2 separate regions of the Mus musculus genome follow, and region 2 is linked to region 1. The links are chromatin contacts, called in public promoter capture Hi-C maps. All regions are on one chromosome and are shown on one strand. Each heading gives the region's core, a stretch centred on a gene start, on an enhancer-like site or on the middle of the called end of the contact. The rest is flanking DNA. Distances are from core to core; before and after follow the strand shown.

Region 1 (6,719 bases), core at 2,247-4,746:
ATACATTACTCTCACCTATACATTACTCTCACCTATACATTACTCTCACCTATACATTACTCTCACCTATACATTACTAATGCATAAGGCACACAACCTTCCGAAGGTTGACAAACCCTACCACAGCTTTTAATTTTTAAATCAGTTCCATTTCCCCCCAAGGGCAGGCAGTTCCCAGCAGGTGCCTTTGTTTTCGGGAACCCTGAGTGGAATGGGTTTGGGTTTGTGGTTCCATCAGATGAGTTCAGCTGCTGAGGAGGCAGAGGAAGTGTCATGCGATTTCTGTGCGGCAGGTTAGCTTCCCACGCTCCCGTTACTCTGTGGGCCAGAACCGACTGCATCGACACACGGGGTCTTGTGGCTCTCCCATGAGCCCTTGTGTACACTCAAGCCTGTGGGCATCCCTGCCTCTAGGTTTGGGTCAGCAGATCGTGTTTCAGAGTTATCAGTGGATTTCTTAAGCATACTTACTCAGATGGTCTTAGGTTCAGGACTCCGAGCCAGCTTCTCATAAAACCTTCTTTGTATATTTTATAAAAACATGGAATGGGGTAAATCAAAATACCAGATTCTCTCAACCCCATATATAACCCAGCCACAATATTAATACTTAAAATCCAGGCCTGTTAATTTTGTCTTTTCCTAAAGGCTTAAGTTGGGTGGGTATACGCAAGGCAAGTTTTCCAACTGGGAGACAGACATTTCAAGTTTTCCTAAACAAAACTAGCTCCCCAAAGGGCACTGATTCTTAAATCGGTAACAGTGAGCTTCAGTCTTTCACTGGTAACTTAAGTCCTTTTTCCTAAGTGCCAGCAGCAGCCCAGGACTGAATATAGGTAGTCTACTGGTGCTATTGCTTAGTCTCTGAGTTAACCCTCTGAATATGTAAATAATCTAGTTAGACTTTTGATAGCATTCAACTAATTGCCAACCTCTGATCTAAGGTCAGAGACCAATAGTTATATTACAAAGGCGAATTAGGAACACAGCAGAACCAGCTGCAAACGTTCTGTTGTGTTTTGTTTTTAATTTATTTTTAAAGCGGGAGTACTTTTCAACCACAAACCTAGCAGATACTCTGTACCACCCAAAGAGATCTGAAAAGTTCCATTATATTCTAGGCTTTGGTGGTGATACATTGCATCAGCCACCTGTTACTGTGATCTGTAATGGCATGTACTATCTATCTGCAACCATCTGGGGTTTTGGAAGGCACCTGGTTAAACTTAGAACAGTGTGGATTCTGGCACAGAAAATCCATTTTAGAAATCTGAGGTGTTGGATTTTTGTGGTCTGTACTCGTCACATGGACAATCAGGTCCTGCTTCCCTCTAAGCTGTGCAGTGAATCGGTCTCACTGTTCAAATGGAACCTAGAAGTCTCTATAGTCTTCTCCAGCTCTTTGCTGTCCTGAACTGAGTCTCAGTATACAGCGTTTAGTGCCTCTCAGGTAAGCAAGCTGACGTCCTTTTGAGTGTGTGCAGTATTTGGGGACATTCCATTCATATGCAGAAAAGCCAACGGGAAGCTTGAAGCCTAAGCAGCTACCTACCAGGGCTCATTAGCACACTCCATACAGAGTTCTGTGAGCAGACCACCCTGGCTCCCTGTACATTACCTGGCACCACGGAAGAGAAATGTCAGGAGACTCCGCCAGGCGTGTATCTATCATTCTTTTAGAAGCATAGAAATAAAATCGGTTTTGGTCTTAACATTTATAATTTAAAAAAATATTTCAGCTCTTCATTTCCACATTTACAAAAACAGCAAAAAAAGCTGTCCAAGCACTGTAATTATGGTATCCTGGGTTAAATAAACATAGTTTGGGGGTATTGCAAAAATTATTGTCTTAAGCACTGCACTTTCCTTCTAACAGAAAAAAATCCCCTAAACAGGAAAAAGAACAATGTGTGGCCTTTGGTTTATAATATTACTCTTCCATTTCCTTCAGAATTGGAGGCCAAAATTTTTAAGGCTCATCCTATGAGGCTTGGATTGGTGCCGTCCTTTTTTTTTTTTTTAATTTTTATTTTGTTTTATAACCTAAGCAAAAGCGCTTCGGATTTAGGGTGTTTTAAGACGGAATGTGGAGAGAATAATAGGAAGCAGGACTTCTCTCTGGGAAGCAGGTACCTTTAGCTCATTCCTCAAGCCTCCTTCCTCACATTCCTATCCCCTGTCCCTGGTGCGGATGCTGGATGCTGCTGCTAAGCCCAGCAGAGGCCAGCAACAGGAGTCACGCCTGTCTGGCCGCTCCCAGTCGAACCCAGTCTGTGTAGGTGGGCGCGAGGGCTGGCGCTGGAGGCTGGGAGGACCTTTCAAGCAACCAGCAAACGCGCTCGGGAGTTCATTGACTGGCCGCTTAGAGCTTCAGGGACCCAGGAGATAGCGCTGCACTGGATCGGCTGGGCTGTGTGTATATATGCGTGTGTGGGTTTTTTTTCTCCCTCTCCATCTTCATCCTTCTCCTCAAGCCGTCCCCCCCGGGAGAGTCGCTTCGTCCACGCTTTCCCTCCCCTGCAAGGGGTCCCAACGCTTGGCGCCTGGAATGTTTAGGACTCTGGAACCTTCAGTTTCCTGTCCTGCCTCCGTGTGGGCGACACTGGTCTCACCTGGCTTGACCCTCAGTCCCAGAGAGTGCTGCCAGGCCACGATCTGCTGTCCATTCTGGGTGCCCATCTCGGAGGGATACTCTGGGGACAGCCTGCATCCAGTACCCAGCTTGAAGAGGGAAACTTGATCCCAAGATACGGGTTTCGAAGCCTGCATTTGAAAAGGACCCGAGCGACCCGAGCGCACAAGGCGACTTGTCTGGGGCGAAGGGAACGGCGAGCCTCTGTGAGCGCCTTCATTAGGGACCCTACACCGGAAGGTGCAGCCGGGCACTGGCCCTCGGGACATTCGCTGGGGATCCTTTGGCCACCCCAGCCTCTTACCTCGAAAAGCTGAGGAATGTCCCTCCGGGCCAGGTACTCCTTGGCGTCGTTGGTGTTCATGGCTGTACGGCGCGCGTGCAGTGGGGAGCAGGAGGGGAAGCTCCCGAGGTTGGGGCTGGCGGGGCGCAGCCCTCACTTGGATGCGCTCAGGCCGGGGTCCCCTCAGCGACTCCCGGGCAGCTGTGCAGTCCGCGCTCCCGTCGCCCCCGCGTCCGCGCCGGTCCCCGCGCCAGCCAGCAGCGAGCAGCAGCGGCTTCCCGGGCGCAGGCAGCGCGAGCGCCAGGGGAGGGGCGCGGAGGAGGACCACGCGGCCGACGCCACCAGCCGCCGCCTCCCGGCTCTGCGCGCTCGGCCCGCGCCTCCGGAGCTCGCTGCGGCGGCCGCCAGTCACGCTGCGCGGGCGGGCGCGGGGCGCGGGGGTGGGGACGCGCGGGCTGCAGTCACTCCCCAGCCCGCAACGCAGCCAGGGCAGCCAGGGCACCAAGGAGCCAAGAACCGGGCGATTGGAGCTGGATACAGTTTTGCTTCTACACACACACACACACACACAAACACACACACACACACACACACACACACACACACACCAGACACACACACCAGACACACACACCAGACACCCCCCCACACACACACTATACAGACACACCATACACACTATAGACAGACACTCCCCCCCCCACAAACTTACCACAGACAGACACTCCCACACACACCACAGACGATAGACAGACAGACAGACACCACTTATCATGAGCTCCTCCAGGAGCTCTTCCAGGGGGGAAAAACCCAAGTCAGAGAATTCATATATTCTTAAGTTAATGGCCTTTCAGTGATAGGGAGTTGGAAGTAGGGAAAGAGGAAGGATTCTGTTGGGTCTTTTAACACTGGAGTACCCAGCCCTTAAGAAAAGTTGGAGCAACTTAAACATTTGAGTAGAAGGCCTGAAATCCTTAGCGTAAGATTTAGTGAGCAGTCAAAGAATCTTTTCTGCTGGGAGGAGCTGAAGGAGGAAGAGAGGACTGAGTGGTGGAGAGCTGGGGTCTGCTTTAAACTGCAAAGTGGTCACTGGCCCAAGGGCCATCAGAACGCCCTAACAGGAGACGGCTGGTGAGGTGTACTGGTGCCTACCCAGTTACAGACCAAGGTGCACCCATCCTCCCCACAGCTACCAAGATGACTCATTTCCCACAGATGTCTTTTCACTGCTCTTTGAGAGATGCTCTGGGTCTCCAGGGAATATGATCTCTAACTGCCTGCAAGGGCCCACTCTGGAGAGGGTATGTGGAAGAAAGGAGGCAAAAGCTACATACAGACTCCTGGCATCTGGGGTCTGGTAGAAACCAGCACTCTAAATGCTTCAAATTAAAAACTCACCATTTGAATGTCTGTTTCAGGATCTTTCCTTGGACCTATTTCTTGGTCCACATAAGCCGCTGTTGCTCAAGCTACAGCTTTATTTGAGCAGAGGGAGGGAGATCAATTTTTTTTTAAAGATTTATTTATTTATTATATGTAAGTACACTGTAGCTGTCTTGAGACGCACCAGAAGAGGGCATCAGATCTAATTATGGGTGGTTGTGAGCCACCATGTGGTTGCTGGGACTTGAACTCCGGACCTTCGGAAGAGCAGTCAGGTGCTCTTACCCACTGAGCCATCTCACCAGCCCGGGAGATCAAATTTTAATTAGCTCAATTTTGAGAATTAAATAAAATTTGTGAACATTTTTGAAGCCACATGCCATAATAATGTGTCATGTTATGGGGGCGATTTTTTCAGTTCTGAGGACATTGGTGTCCTCTGTGAGAATGTCTCCACTTATGTTCCTCTCACTTAGTTGACAGCAGGCTTTGGAGGGAGCCAAAGCCATCTCTGCCCTGTGCAATCATTTCCACAGTCCTTGGAAAATCCTAGGGCCTGGTGGCTTAGTCGACTTAGAAGCACACGGGACTGAAGAGGCCAGTTCCTGTAGGTCTTCTTGAGGTCCTTCTTTCCTGGGTTCTGTTGCTAGTGTTAGGGTTTGTTTTTGTTTCGAGGTGATACATGATTCTTAGTATCTTTAGTAAATCCAGCAAGTGACAGCAACAACCTAGTAAAGAGAGAGGGGTCAGAGAAAACACACTGTAGCCAGCTTGGAAACAGATGTAGCAAGTTTACATCAGCCTTAGAGAGTGACAGCTGGTGTATCCCAGAGTAGAGAGGTGTAGGAAGGGCAAGATGCTAGTCACTGTTACTGCAGACTGCGGCCTCACAGGGACAGAGCATATGCAGAAAGTACAGGCTTTCAAAGCTGGGCTGGAGATAGCAGGGACAGGAGCATAGGGGCATCCTTGCCAAATCTATCCCGTCTTACCAGCTCTGTGATGGTTCTAAGGCTGGGCATAGAAAGCCTGAAGCCCCTTGTACTGTAGAGACACATTCCTTCAAGCTCCAACAAACTATAACATTCTCCACGTCTGCGTATTTGGTAACAATTAGCATATCATGATATTTTCCTACCTTGTATTCAGATAAGTGGGTCATGACTAAATAAGTTTAAAGAGACAAAGATTTCATTTGGGGTCTCTATATTTAATACAAATGAAATTGTCTCCATCCTCTTCAAAAATCTTTTGGTATAGCTTTAATTTTTACAATTTTCGAGAATGGTTAGCGTTTTTGAAGGTATAGGAGTTGGGACATCTGAGGAAAAATAATAGAATTGTCTCTTGTGATCATATCTTGGGAGATCATGGTAAGTTTCTGTGCTATGGCAGTAACTAAGACAATCTCTTGCTGGTAAGGACCCTAGTTTCCATTGGAGAATGTGTGTAATAAGTAAGTATGATAGGGCCAATAAGATAGCTCAGTGTGGACGAGTCTGATACTCTGACTTGTTCCCCAGGACCCACATGCTTGGGAAGCGAGGACTTCCCAGATCTGTCCTCTGACCTTTACACATGCGCTCTGGTGCTGTGGCACAGGTGTCAGCACCCACCCACCTACACAGACACATGCAGACAGACAGACTAACAAACAGACAGACAGACACACCAAACAAACAAATGAATAAAGTGTAGTAAAGACTTTAAACAGTACATTGAGGGAAAGGTAAAGAAAATGGCCAAACAACATCAGACTGTGATAAACAAAAAAGAAGTAAAGCACAGAGATAGCAGAAAATCGGACACAAGCAAGAACACATCAGATAGCGGCAGGTGTGGTGGGAAAAAATCAAAGCTGACTCTATAGATTTGAAGCACGGGCACCAGTCCAGACCTCTCCTAAGGAAGGGGCAGAGGAAGTGGAAGTAAAGATAATCACAAGACGATGATGAGGACTTTCAAAGGACCAGGGATGTTGGAGGAGGAAGGCGCTTTGAAAGGGATTGCTCTCTGAGTCACCCATAAGGAGCCAGTTTCTGCTGACACACAGACCTTGTCTCTGCAAAGGGCTAAGCCTGCTGGGCTTGCTCAAGTGGCTAAAATGGGGGACCACTTGCCCATCCACACAAAGAAGGCTTGAGGACTTTGTTTGCACTCTTCTAGACTCTAGACCAGTGGTTCTTAACTTTCCTAATGCTACCACCCTTTAATACAGTTCTACATGGTGTAGTGACCCCAACCATAAAAATACTTTTGTTCCCATTTCATAACTGTAATTTTGCTATCATTATACATTATAATGTAAATATCTGTGTTTTCTGATGGTCTTAGGCAACCCCTGTGAAAAGGTCTTTCTGACCCCCAAATGGGTCATGACCCATAGGTTGAGAACCACTAGTCTAGACAGCTAACACATGC
Region 2 (6,719 bases), core at 2,223-4,722, 970 kb after region 1:
CCAGCCATTTTCCTGCAAATTTCATTATGTCCTTGTTTTGTTGTTGTTGTTTTGTTTGTTTGTTTGGTTTTGGTTTTTTGTTTTGTTTTTGGTTTGGATTAGTTTGGTTTTTGGTTTTGTTTTGTTTGGTTTTTTTCAAGACAGGGTTCCTCTGTATAGCCCTGGCTGTCCTGGAACTCACTTTGTAGACCAGGCTGGCCTTGAACTCAGAAATCCGCCTGCCTCTGCCTCCCGAGAGCTGGGATTAAAGGCGTGCGCCACCACGCCCGGCATGTCCTTGTTTTTAATAGCTGAGTAATATGTCATTGTTTAAATGAACCAGATTTTCTTTATCCATTCTTCAGTTGAAGGATATTTCGGTTATTTCCAGTTTGTGACTATTAACGAATAAAGTTGCTATGAACATAGTTGAACAAACGTCCTTATGGAATGGTGGAGCATCTTTAGTACAGCTAGGTCTTGAGGTAGAACTATCTCCAATTTTCTGAGAAACCGCCAAATTGATTTCCAGAGCACTTGGACGATTTTCACTCCCACCAGCAATGGTGGGGCACTTCCTTTGCTCCACATTCTCATCAGCATGTGATGTCCCTCGAGTTTTCGACCTTAGCTATTCTGAAGGTAGAATCTTAGAGTTGCTTTGATTTATATTTCCCTGATGACTAAGGATGTCGAACATTTCAGGCAGGCCTCCTGGTGGACAGATAAGTACAGCAACCCATCCACAAAACCTTTGACCCAAAATGTGTCCTGCCTACAAGATGTGCAGGGAAAAGAGCAGAGACAGAGGGAATGGCCAACCAATGACTGTCTCAACTCGAGACCCACCCCATGGGCAAGAACCAATTATTAGCGAAATATTAATGATACTCTGTTATGCTTGCAGATCGTAGCCTAGCATTACTGGCCTCTGAGAGGCTCCATCCAGCAGCTGATGGAAACAGATGCAGAGAACTCACAGCCAAACATTAGACAGACCTCACAGAGTCTTGTGGAAGAGTTGTGAGAAGTATTAAAGGGCCAAAAGATAATAGAGATTCCACAGGAAGGTCAATAAAGTCAACTAACCTGGACCCTTGGGAGCTTCCCGAAACTGAACTACCAGCCAAAGAGTGAGCATGGGCTGGACCTAGGCCCTTCCACATATGTAGCAGAACTACAGCTTGGACTTCATGAGGATCTCCCAGTAACTGGTCCCTAAATCTGTTGCCTGTCTATACATCCTTTTCTCTTAACAGGGCTGCCTTGTCTGGCCTCAGTAAGCAAGGATACAGGGGCTTGATGTGCCAGGGAGAGTAATACTGTGGGGGGGGGGGGTCCCTTTCTTATAGGAGAAAAGGAGGGAGGATCTGTGTAAGGGGATACTGTGAGGAGGATGGGGTGATATTGGGATATAAAGTTAATTAATTAATTAATTAATTAAAATATTTTTGAGCCACAGCTGGCTGAACCCACAATGGCAGGATACCCAGACATAAAGGACTAACAATGTAGCCAGTATTTGTCTCTACCTACAAATTAGTACAAATATCAACAACCTACAAGAGGATAACTCAGGCGTGAAGCCTTGGGATAGAGTATTTTCTTAAGCAAGTAATAATGTAATGATTTGTCAGTGAGCAAATAGACTGGAGAAATAAGCCAAAAATAAATAATGCAAAATCTTCACTAGACCCGTGGTCTTAGTTAGGGTTTTACTGCTGTGAATGGATCCCATAACCAAAACAACTCTTATAAGGATGGCATTCATTGGAGCTGGCTTACAGGGTCAGTGGTGCAGTCCATTATCGTCAAGGCAGGAGCATGGCAGTGTCCAGGCAGATGTGGGATTGCAGGAGCTAAGAGTTCTTCCACCTCTTGTTCCAAAGGCTTCCAGGCAGCTAGGACAAAGATCTTAAAGCCCACATGCACAGTGACACACCTACTCCAACAGGACCACACCTACTCCAACAAGGACACACCTCCTAATAGTGCCACTCCGTGGGCCAAGCATATACAATCTGTCACACCAGTCTATAAAGAGTGGTGGCAAACCCATGTTCTCATTACCTTTGCATAAGCTACTACTATAACTGTGCCTTCATTATCTTTTTTGACAACACCTAGCCCACACTGTGCCTGGCATCATGTGCATGTTTGACAACAGTCCTAACATCTACCTTTATATATCAGCACCATAAATACAGATGCCATCTCTCAGACGACACCTCCACACACAGTAAGATAAGTGTCAAGTCAAGATCCCAATGACTGAAGTTGTTTTAGGTAATTCATAGGTTATAAAAACTAATGAGAAGTGGAAAAAATATGAGGGTATTATAACACTCCCATTAAAATGAAAATCTATATTACACTTTATATTCTTCAAGTAACCATTCCAGAACAAAGCACCAAGCAATATATCAAATGCTCCATGGGAGGGGGGGGGGGGAACCTAACTTCATGAATGTTCAGAAATAGTTGCCTATGTATTCTTTTAAGTCATAATCATCTCCAATATCATGATTATCAAAAAAAAAACTGCAAAAGGTCATAGCTTACCACACACACAAAGGCATACTCACATGTACACACGCATACACACACACACACACACACACACACACACACACACTTTGAAAACCACCATTATGAGCAGTTTTATGAGCAGCACTGGAAGCTGTAGCATGTGTGAGGAGTGAGCATCCAGCACCCAGGCAAGCACTCCTTTTATTTCACAGTAAAGGCTAATTTAAAACTGTACGTAAACGAGGTGTGCATAGGGGAAGACTGTTGCTGGGAACATGCTTGCCTTGAGAGCAAAACTGTCAGATTTTAAGGTTCCCCAGAACCTAAGTACAAAAGTCTGCACAGAGAGTGGTCGCCTCGGCACCTGGAAGGCAGAGGGATGGATCCTGAGACTTCCTGACAGGCCAGTGAGAGACTGTCTAAAAGAAATAAGCAGACAGCTCCCAAAGAATGACGTCTGGTGTTGAGCTCTCTCTAGCCTCTACAAGCATGCATACACCAGCATACACATACTATTTGAAGGCACATTCCCCTACATGATAAACACACACACACACACACACACAACACACTGGCTGGTTGCTACTCTTTGATTATGTCTTCAGAGGGGTTGGCCAGTGCATCTGAGTTCTGATTGGACAAATAGTAGTTAATAGCCAGATGACATGGTCTGTCTTTTGAAACAGTGTGGGATGATCTCTGAGAACCACTGGTTATGTGAATGGTAAACATGGCTCAGTAGTGAAAATTCCCTCACCCATCTTCAAGTCTGGGATGCAGAAGAAAAAGACTAGTAGACTAAATCAGAAATTGGACTCTTGAATTTTTGTTATCAGAGTCTGCTGATGATATCGGTGACACTGGCCACCTTGGGAGAGGCAGCGACCCTAGCAGGCATGACAAAGAAGCATTCTCATTTGAATTCCTGAACATCCATGCCAATCACAGCTTTAGAATAATCACGCAGGCCTGCCTCCAGCTGCGCTCTGAGTCACATTCATTTGTTTTTCCTTTTAAGACTTGTGCAGACTGGTACTCAATTCTAAATTCTAATCTTAACTCTCAATCTTGAAAGAGGAGACATTTAAAACATTCGAATTGAATTTACAGTATTAATGGCTGGCAATTATTAGCATTTCCAGATGCAAACTACCTGTGTGTGTTCTTCACGGTACTGAACACTAACCATATTTTTATGGCTAATGTGAAAATTAGTTAGCTAATGTGGATGTTACCTTCCTAACGTGGCGAGAGCCGTGGAAGCATATAAAATATTGCATATCGATTAAATATAAGACAAGGGATGTCTTAATAATCCCCATGTGATTAAAAGACAAGAACAGACTCCATTCTCTGGCTCTATTACATTTCAGTGATGTAACAGGAATGAGACAGTTTACATCTGGAAGCCCTTACCATATCAATGATCAATCAGAAATCCTGACTCCACAAACAGGTAGGCAGCCCACACTCTTCTACCAGTGAAACGGAAACAACCAAAGCTTTCTTTCCCAAACAGGATTGGGGTCAGCTCCTGAATTCTACTTCTATTCCAGCCATAGGCCTGGATAAAGTCAGTCCTAAATCAGTCAACACTAACAATAGTAGCAATAACAATAGCTATTGTACCTGTATGTCAGGATTAGTTCAGGACTTGAGTGGGGAAAAGAGGTTGGTTCTAGTTGGCCAAACATCTTCACAAAATGGAGCTGCTCTGAATTTTTTTGGCTGAGGAAACTTGACCTCCACAATGTAATTTGCTGAATGCTACAGAGAGTAACTGTTAAAGGAAAATTTAAAACCCCGGCTTTTCCATAACATGTTCACTGTGCAAATACTGTCTGAACGCCTACCATGTACACAGCTCAGTCCTGAACTTGACCATGAACAGAAGAGAGATCCTGTCTGCTCAGAGCGTGCCCTAAGGGAGCTGTTAGCGCTTTATAAATGGCAAACCAGAGAAACAAATGAAGACAAAGTCCAAAGAGAAAACGTAACCCTGCGAAGAAAGCAGAACCGGAAGGAAGAGAGGCGTACAAGTCACACTGATTGTATCTAAACGAGTCTGGACTCGGACTCTCCAGCAACGCAAAATTGGTCATACTTGAGGAATAGTTCAGGAGCCGTGAACGCACGCAGTTTTAAAAGGAGATGATGGACTAAAGAAACAGGGTCATTGCCAAGAAGCGGCAAGGGATGTGACCATGGCAAAGGTAGCAGGGAAGAAATGTCAGCCAGAGAATAAGGCTCAAGGACAATTAGGTCAGACAGTGCTCCAGATGTGGACCAAGGATGGTGGACGGCCACACAGTCTGTGAGCTCTCCCATACCAGTGTCCCTAGCACAGGACCCCGTTATGTTGGAAAATGGCCAGTGTGGGCAAAAACTAAAGAAAAGGCCTCGCTAAGGCTGTAATGCAGGCCACTAGGTCAACAACCGAGGCCTGAAAAATGAAGGCCTTCCAAAGTATTTTCAAGGATCGGTGCTGTAAGGCAGAATAGAGAGGGAGGATTTTCACCTCGGCAAATGGAGAGCTAAGCGCCCTTGCTAAGAGGTTTGCAGAAAGCCTGAGGCTTAACCAGAGAAGAAGAACCGAGCTGAGAAGGAACCAACCTCCCTGCTCAGCCCCAAGACTCTCGGGAATAAGTGTCAAGGACTCTTAACATTGGGCAGGAACATTTGGGGCTCCTGAGCAGACCCAACGCCATCTTCTTGCCTATGAAGCACAGGAAACAGACTCCCCCTTAAGATGCTTCCTGGGTCTAAGGAAGCCAAAACCACCTCCAGAGCCCAAACCAATGCTTCCTTTGTAAATGGCTCCCTATTGGGAGCCCAGAGAGTCTTCCGGTTCTTTGCAGCTTATCCTCTGTGCAGATATTTTAATTAATGTTTAATCTTCCCGTGTTTGTGCCTGGAGGCAAAGCCTGTGAGGGGGCAGAGTTCTCAGTCATAGCCTCAGACAAGCTGCAAGTTTAACATTAAACAACCACAACTCAAATGACCAGCCATACCCTCGCCCTCCATCCCTACTGCCAGACGCACAGGGCCACGCAGTGCGCATGCTCTGCAGTTGCTCCCTCTCATCCTCCAACTGTTACAATGGTGGGTGTCTATTTCTCCCCCACCCCCACCCCCGTTCCTGGGGAGGGGCTGGATTCTGAGAGAAAATGGCTCTGTCACTCAAGAGGGATGAAGCGAGAGGAGAAACGCTACGCTAGAAATGATTACCAAGGCCTGTAAGGGACGCCTCCGAGCGCCCCTATGAACCCCGCTCCCCATACACACAGCTGAAAGAAAAGGCAAGAAGCCTCGATGCGGCTCCTGGCATCTAGGAGAGCCGTCTGACAGCTTATTTATTAAACGCATTTTCATATTAATTCCCCTCTGCACCACAGATGACCTTCAGAAACATTTACTGACTGTCAAGAACACGACGCACCATGGTGGAGGGAAGGTAGGGAAGGGAGGAGAGCCCCCTGCAATCAGCTTTCTCCTGCATGACTGCATATGAAATCGGTTAAAATGAAATACTACATTAGGTAGCTGGTCCTTTAATGGAGAGCCTAAATTAGATAGCTAGATAAATTAGAACCCAATTAATGAAGGCCCAAATTACTTTTGCCTCCGTATATTTCCGAGAGGAATGGTTCTCAGGAATGTAAAACAACATAGAAATATTGTTAGCACTTCCCCAAGCATGTCTTGAGTCCCTACACAGTTTATCTCCACCAGTCCTAACATGAGCACTGGAGTCCAGAATAATGACCCTTAAACATCCACAATGTACAATTATACTTAATATCTATATTTACCAAGTCAAAGCTCAGACACAAAGGCTCTCTCAAGGAGGCTTTTCTTTTAGCCCTTTAAAAAATAAACTTTTGGTAGAGTGCACACAACGTAAAGGTCACTACCTACACGTCTGTAAGTGTGTGGCTCAGTGGTACTAAATACTTTCTCATTAGCGCCAACCACCACGCCACCTGCCTAGTCCCGGGCTATTTTCAACTTGCACGGCTGAAGCTACGTTCCCCATTAAACAGTGAGCTGTCATTTCCATCCATTCCAATTCGCCAGAAGTGTTCACCCAAGGAAGCCATCCAGTTCACATATTTGAGGTTTACTTCTTACAGAAAGTAAAATTAGGAATTCCCAGTTTTCATGATCCTTCCCCGCCATGGTTAAGCTCACTATCCTAGCTTATCTGTTGC

The links. Promoter capture Hi-C pulls out the DNA fragments that hold promoters and counts their contacts.
Region 2: a contact with region 1 is called in a promoter capture Hi-C map of embryonic stem cells, with 3 times the contacts expected there. The contact joins the enhancer-like site here to the promoter of Ak5 in region 1. A contact is called at or near these places in 7 of 39 promoter capture datasets (embryonic stem cells, frontonasal cranial neural crest, hippocampal neurons and 3 more), 1 of 484 Hi-C or Micro-C datasets (palatal mesenchyme), 1 of 115 datasets of contacts at active chromatin or transcription factors (astrocytes) and 2 of 9 other capture datasets (adipose tissue and liver).

What each region holds. Positions count from the first base shown.
Region 1 is chr3:152,664,864-152,671,582 of GRCm38.p6, forward strand. It overlaps Ak5 (adenylate kinase 5), which reads right to left and starts at 3,497. Exons shown (of 14, transcript NM_001081277.2): 1 at 2,937-3,497. The coding sequence starts at 2,996. It overlaps AI115009 (expressed sequence AI115009), which reads left to right and starts at 2,050. Exons shown (of 4, transcript NR_040386.1): 1 at 2,050-2,969.
Region 2 is chr3:153,638,534-153,645,252 of GRCm38.p6, forward strand. All of the region lies in intron 1 of St6galnac3 (ST6 (alpha-N-acetyl-neuraminyl-2,3-beta-galactosyl-1,3)-N-acetylgalactosaminide alpha-2,6-sialyltransferase 3), which reads right to left. Among named protein-coding and RNA genes, the nearest start is that of Gm52633, 46 kb to the left of the region's middle. Within about 2 kb of position 3,473, at least 12 of the 459 cell types and tissues checked have an H3K27ac peak or open chromatin away from gene starts, as enhancers often do. A contact at or near this core is called in embryonic stem cells, where this site is marked.